Linked DNA regions of Hordeum vulgare: region 1 is linked to region 2. The links are chromatin contacts, called in public Hi-C maps. All regions are on one chromosome and are shown on one strand. Each heading gives the region's core, a stretch centred on a gene start, on an enhancer-like site or on the middle of the called end of the contact. The rest is flanking DNA. Distances are from core to core; before and after follow the strand shown. Region 1 holds the start of LOC123401300 (lipoyl synthase 1, chloroplastic-like). Region 2 holds the start of LOC123447376 (regulator of MON1-CCZ1 complex).

The links. Hi-C and Micro-C count contacts between places; a contact is called where the count stands out from the background.
Region 1: a contact with region 2 is called in a Hi-C map of leaf, with 5 times the contacts expected there. The contact joins the promoter of LOC123401300 here to the promoter of LOC123447376 in region 2. A contact is called at or near these places in 3 of 6 Hi-C or Micro-C datasets (leaf and seedling) and 1 of 1 datasets of contacts at active chromatin or transcription factors (embryo).

What each region holds. Positions count from the first base shown.
Region 1 is chr1H:480,722,422-480,726,080 of MorexV3_pseudomolecules_assembly, reverse strand. LOC123401300 (lipoyl synthase 1, chloroplastic-like) reads right to left here and starts at 1,685. Exons shown (of 8, transcript XM_045095078.1): 1 at 1,533-1,685; 2 at 892-1,428; 3 at 613-794; 4 at 440-530; 5 at 206-363. The coding sequence starts at 1,685. LOC123447445 (protein PAT1 homolog 1-like) reads right to left here. Exons shown (of 5, transcript XM_045124050.1): 5 at 1,857-3,659. The coding sequence ends at 2,298.
Region 2 is chr1H:480,323,875-480,327,252 of MorexV3_pseudomolecules_assembly, reverse strand. It overlaps LOC123447376 (regulator of MON1-CCZ1 complex), which reads left to right and starts at 1,429. Exons shown (of 14, transcript XM_045123983.1): 1 at 1,429-1,757; 2 at 2,810-2,911.

The sequences.
Region 1 (3,659 bases), core at 436-2,935, 400 kb before region 2:
AATTATCAGTGAAGATGCAGGTTTTGAAGTTACAGATGTCATGTTACCAATCATTAGAGTACTGTAAATGAGTTTGATGAACTCAGATGAGGGTATTGACGATATAGTGCTTTAGAGGACTCTCCTAGTTAGTATGCACGAAATGATGTGGAGCACAATAGACTGAGCAACATACAGTAAAAAGTAAGTGAGAGAAGCGCATTACCCTGCTCGGGGATCTCTAACTATCCTCTGCATACTCCTCACAGTTTCGATGTTGTGCGCATACACATCTAGGCCAGAGTTTGCCAAAGACGCGACTGCCTCGAGGTCGCCTCGAAAATCTGAGGTCAGACACTCCACCAGTATTGTAGGCTTCAACTCCTGAACAGAAGCCCCCAAAACTATCACATGGTAGATTCACCGACTGAATCAGCAAGCTAAGGCGTCAGGGACAAACCTTGAGAGCCCTTACTGTTTCGGCGAAATGGCCGCTTCCACCATCAGGGATGTCATCCCTGTCGACGCTTGTCAGCACAACATAGTCCACTCTGCAAAGAAACACCGTTTATCAGATAATTTGTACTACTACCATCTTCTTCTTAGCATGCCGATACATGTCAGTGACCGTACCCCCAACTCGCAACAGCGACGGCTGTTTTCAGAGGCTCGAGGGCGTCCGGCGGCGCAGGCTTGTTGCTGGTCTTGACGGCGCAGAACCGACAGCCCCGGGTGCAGGTGTCGCCGAGGAGCATGATGGTCGCGGTGGCGATGCCGTCCCCTTCCCCGCCGGCGCCGCCGCCCCCGTTCCAGCACTGCAGCATGCAAAATCATCACCGAATCGCTGAAAACGTTGGCCCGAGCCACGAGCACGGCGGCTCCGTGGCAAGAAGACGGATCGATTCTAAGTACCTCTCCGATGTTGGGGCACTGGGCCTCGACGCAGACGGTGTTGAGCTTGAGCTCGCCGAGCGACTCCCTGAGCCTGGCGTACTTGTCCCCCTGCGCGGCCCGCTGCCGCAGCCACGCCGGCTTCCTCGCCTCCGGGTCCCTCCCCGTGAACGGCGTCGGCGGGGCCCATCCCGACGCCGACGACGACGACGCCGCCGACCCGCCGTGGCATCTCACCGCCGGCGCCGGGCTGGGCCGAGCGAGGAAGCCCCGGGCCCGCGGCGGGGGAGGCGGGGGCGGAGGCCGGGCGAGCGAGCTCTGCATTGTTGGCGCGCGGAGGGATCGAGGCCGGTTGAATTGAACCCTAGGGCGCCATCGCTGTGCCGCTGTGTGGTAAGCGCGGCGCGGGGCGATGGTTCCGAAGCGGCGGGGGGAGAGGGGTTTCGGGTGTGACGGATTCGCCCCTGAGATCTGGCGCCTGGGAGGGAGGCGGAGTGCACGGGGTGACACGGAGGGCAGGATGGGTATCTCGCGGGGAGACGGTGGTCGCTCCGAAGCCTCGCCGTGTTTTTAACTGACACCGGCTTGCAGTTGCAGCTAGCTTTGACTCTTGACCTTATGTGTGTGTGTGTGTGGTGGGTGCGATGGGGCCAACGCCGTGCCGTGTTGGACGCGCGGCGTCGGAGGCGGGGAGAAGGCGACGGCGGCTCCGCGTCGAGATCCGGGGGAGCTGACCGTCGCCGGCCGAGGCTTTCACCTGTGAGTAGCAGCAGTCTGCCGTTGTTGTTGTCAAAGCTCATACGATCTTCAGTCATTTGCTTTTCTTGCCTGCACATGATAGCGGTGTGCCAAATTACCTGCATACACAAATTTCCAGTAACAAAAAGCCCGATTTTGCAGCGCCAACCGCAAAAGAATATAACACGAAACCTGACGAATGCTACAGCAGTAGGCAACGAGAGAAGAAGACACGAATCACATGAAGCTCACAAACAAAGGATCTCACGCATGTATGCATATCAATCTCACAATGCATGTAGATGGAGCAAACTGAGCTTCAACACTGCCACCACTCACACAAGAAGAAGCAAACACAAGACAGTGTAGAAACTCTACTCGCACGGCCACTGCTATCCGACCCACAACCTTGTTTTTCACCGGAGAAAATAAGGGTTAAAACTAGGTTTCCATCTCCTCCATCACTGCACAAGTTACAACAGGGTACATACACGGACAATCTGTCATGGATATATAACCATCAGGCGGGGGTATTATACACCCGCACGAAGGAGAATGCTTGTTCTAGAAAATTAATAATCTCCATCCTAGGCACTGTCAAACTTGATCCGAGCCAATGGAACTTCTCCAGGCTCGCACACATCCTGCGAGGCACCTAATCACTGCCTGAAAGACAAGCGGCGCATAGTTTAACCGGGAACAGGTTCGGAAGCAGGACGCCCGCCGCTCGCGCCCGAGTGGTTGTAGCCGATCACAGGCATAGACTTCCGGGCAAAGTCAAGAAGCATCTGGCGTTGTTCTTCGCTGGTGTGTGGAAGGCTTGCACGCAGCAGCTCGGCGGGCATCTCCCTGCTGACGGCCTTCGAGGCTTCAGGTCCGCCCATTGAGTCGGATCCCTGCATGGTGAACCTCTGCAGAATACTCCCATACTTGCTGTCGCAGTATTTCGTCAGAAGTCCAAAGAAAGCATCGAACGATGCCTGCCAAAGAGAACGGGTTGACCTGCTGTAGCTGGCTGCAGAATGGGGATCTGCCAGTAGCTCAGTTGCTCTATCCAGTACTGATTTGATGATTACTGAAGCCCCGTCGCCAGCAGAGCTGCCAAGAGGGCGCAGAGGTGGCTGTTGCGGTGAGCAGACAACAGCCGCAAGGCAGGCGCTGAGGGCGCTGAGCTCCATGTGATGCACGCAAGATGACACGGTCTTGGCAAGACTAACTGTTGTTTCTGCAGCACCAGAATCTGACGGCAAACCCCCAAACAAGCTCCTAAGATGCCGAAAGATAGCCATGCAAACTATGCGGGTCAGCTCACTTCCGGGTGCAAGAAGTCGGAGATACCGTGCCAAAAGTTTGCGTCCTTTAGGGAGAGAAACAATGCGGAGAAAAATAAGGTCATCTGTCGGAGCCAATCCTGATGAATTGCCAGGTTTGTTGGGGCCAAAAGGGTCAACAAGCTCAAGTGATGTAGCTAAACCTTCAAGGAGGACCTGTCGCCTTCGCCTCAGCTGGAAGCTGCTGTCCTGTGCCTGGCTAGACTGTAACACGCGGTCAATATCATTTACATCTAGAAGAAGACATATACCATCCTCAACGGTAATTCTGGCTGCCAACATTGGCTCTTTCTCCAGTGGCCTCGTAGATGACTTGTGACCATCACCAGATGAAAGAATATCAACTTCAAGAAGAGGGCGAGGCCTACGTATGGAAGAGAATGACACTCTTCCAAGAGAATCAACCTTTAGGTATGAATGCTGATCACCACCAGACCTAGACTTTGAGTGGGAGTCTTTTATTGACGCAGGGGAGAAATTCATCTTCTGCTGAGAGTTGGCAGATCTTTTGGCTATACAAGCTTGGTGGTAGTAGTCATCGACGTAAGGATCATTGCTGTGACTACCAGAGTGCTGCATTCTTAAAATAGTATTAATCTCTTCGGATGACATATACTTTGATCTGAATTTTGTTCCTCCAGTGTCAACATTCTGGCCAACTGAATCAGATTGTTGTTGAGAAAAGCGCAAACTGTGTTTACCTCTTCCTGACCTTGATCT
Region 2 (3,378 bases), core at 180-2,679:
AGTGTTTGTGGTTGCTCTTATGGTGTCTTCGGAATATTTTGGGATTTAAAGAAGTGAAATTAGGCAAGGGGGGATTGCGAGGGGGACACATGCCTGGTGGGTGCGCCCTACCCCCTAGGGCGCACCTTCCAGGATTGTCGCCTCCTTGTTCGTCGTGTGGCCTCCTCCCGAAGCTTCCTGGGTCCAAAATCGTCCAGAAAAATTACCAAAAAGTTTCATCGTGTTTGGACTCCGTTTGGTATTGACTTTCTCATATGTCAAAAACACGGAAAACAGGAACTAACAGTAGGCACTGGGTTAATAGGTTAGTCCCCAAAAGTGATATAGAATAGCACATTATTGCATATAAAGCATCCAAGATTAATAATATAACAACATGGAATAAAAAAAAGATACACTGGAGACGTGTGAGTAGCGCCGCGAGAGGAGAGGCACAACATGTCGCCATGCATCACGACGACCGCTCTCGGCAACTCGCGCTCCGTCGGTGAGGTCACCTTCGTCGACCAAGCCACTACCTCCAACTTTCTTCATAGCCCGCATTCCTATGCTTGCACGCACAAGGGAGCAGGCGCAACCATGGTATCGTTGCCCCTGAGTGATTCGATGTCCCATGTGCTTCTCGTCTTTACCGTCCTCAGCCCAGCCATCTTCCACCACCGTCTGCCTCGGGCGTGGCCACCGCCATCTGAACGTCCTGCAGCTACCGACACCATCTCCCACACGCCACATGCTATGTTGAAGAAAAACATCTGTTGCAAAAGTTTTTCTTTTCAACATGACCTATTTTGCAAAAAAAAGTCGCAAACATTACCTCTCTTGAAATGATGGAGGGCGCCTTTCGATGGCAATAAATCTAATGGCTCGTAGCACGTCTCGTACCGATACAAAACTGAAGATTAGGGAGGAGGATCTATCAGAAACCTATTCCCTCCGTTCCTAAATATAAGTCTTTTTAAAGGTTTCATTAAAAGATTACATATGAATGTACATAGACATATTTTAGAGTGTATATTCACTCATTCTACTCCTTATGTAGTCCTCTAATGAAATATCTATAAAGACTTATATTTAAGAACGGAGGAAATAATAGTGTGGGGGAGTAATTATATTTATCTCCATTATTTTGGATGTACAAAGTCGTGTGACCCGAACCCGAAAACCTGAGTTCGACCCGACCCGACCCGAAACAACTAAGGTTGCACTTTTCATATTAAAAATATACTATTATTTGAAGTATTTTAGGTGAATGCATCAATATAGCATACCATACCTATATTTTCTTATAAAACCCTTTTGGAGGCAATTCAGGCTTTCAGGGCCATTGGGCTTCGGGTTCAGGCCGGGCTATTCCTGGTACAGCGGATCATTCGGCCCAGCGTCATGCCCAGGCCCAGGCCCAGACACCGCGCCGAGCCGAGCCGAGCCGTGAATTTTTTCGATCTCGACTGCTAGCGAATCCATCTCCCGGACGGACCTTCTTCTCCATCCCTGCCTCATCGTGGACCGGCCGGTGAAGAAGACGACGGTACGAGCTCGCGCCACCACCACCCCCAACCAGGAGACTCAAATCCCAACCCCTCTTCGCTCGACCGCCCCCCCAGCTCGAAGCCCCCCTCGAATTTCCCTGCTGCCGCTGCTGTTTACCCCTCTCCCCACTGGTATGGTCGCGTGATCTGGCCGGGGTTTGGATGAAGGAACGGAAGCCGGCGGCCCCCTCTGCGTTGACCCGGATCCTCGCCACCTGCGCGTCCCAGGTGCCCGCTCGCTCGCCCGTCCACTCGTTAACACCCCCCTTTTCACCTGCCGACAAGTGTGATGGTTCGCTCGTTATTACCCTACCTGCTGCGGTCTCTAGGTTGCTGTACGCCGGTGCAGGATAGGGGATCAGATTGCGCTTGTGGTGGTCGTTTTTTTTGGTCAGCAGCAAGTGGTCATGGTAGATTTGGTGGATTTGTGAGGTTTCCCCTCGCAGATTGGTTTGTTGCTGCTGGGAAGATCATGATGGGTGATGGATAAACTGTTGCAATTGGTGTCTCTTTGCTTGTTGTTATACCTGGTAGGTACCACGTAGTACTGATCCGTGTGCGCGTCAGCTTAGTCCTGATTTTGATTTTGGGCCACAAGGAGGATGTCTGCTGCTTAGTTGGCACCCTACTCTGCCCTTGGGTGATTATATTTAAGAAGCGCACTTCAATTTATTATCCCTAATTTTTGCTGCCGATTTTTCATGTTGTTACACTGAGTCAGATGGCATCATATGAATGGTAGCTAAGTCGGAGTGTGAGTGTGAATTGAAAGTATCCATACACATTCCCATTTTATTTTTTGAGAAACAGAATACGTACTTAGACACTCACAAAGACGTACATACACTCATTCCTATGAACGCACACAAACGCACCCTACCCTTATAAGCATCTCCGGGAGACCGAGCCGGCCAGTCTTGAGATAGATGAAGTCACCACATGCACATCTTAGTCGATGAGAACATGTCTCCCATTGAATGAACATCGCCGAAAAGCCTGGAATAAATTCAGGAAAATGCGAGCACCCGTGCCAAGTCTAGGACTTGAACCTAGGTGGGCTGGTTCCACCACAAAGAACATAACCATCTGAGCTACACTCAATTCGCCCCAAAGAAATAATTTGACGCTGAGGGGTTGTGTAACTTGCTGTACTAGTGATACCATATGCAATTCAAATTGCTAGTGCTAACTGGCTTGGTGAAGATGAGTGAATACTCAATGACCTTATGATCTTTTTTTTTTATGTCGCGAGTGTTCTATTTATCAGCTATGCTATGCAGGCAAAAGATTATGGGAGATGCATAGCAGCAAAGGTCCCTGAGATTGAACATAATATGTGTTCTAAGGAGTTTCTAGCACTCAGACAATGCATGCAAACTGCGGTAATCTTTTCCATTACTAAGAAAATAGTTTGGTTGTATCACATCATACTGTTACAACTTTCACCTGTACAATTAAGCACCCAATTCAATTGGAAATGCCCTTCGGTTGCTCTAAATAAATCACTGTTTTCTTTTTGGCCAACAATCAACTTCTCTACCAACTTTTGTTCCTCCTCTTACTTGTTTCCTTTTTTGTTCCACTGCTGCTGTGTACTCCGTCCATCTTCCTCTTACGACACTATGCCATTTCCACCACCGCTGGCGAGGTTTTGGGAGTGGATGGTGGCTCTCTGCACCCATGGGGCTTAAAGGGATGACCCGGTGGAGATGGTAGGTCATCTGGGCATGTCAAGAACATTGGGGGGGGGGGGGATGATCTGGGTGAGAAAGATGTTGGTTGATGCTAGGAGGCGGATCCAGCGGTAATATAGCTGCGGCAACATGGATGATGGCGGGGGCAATGGATT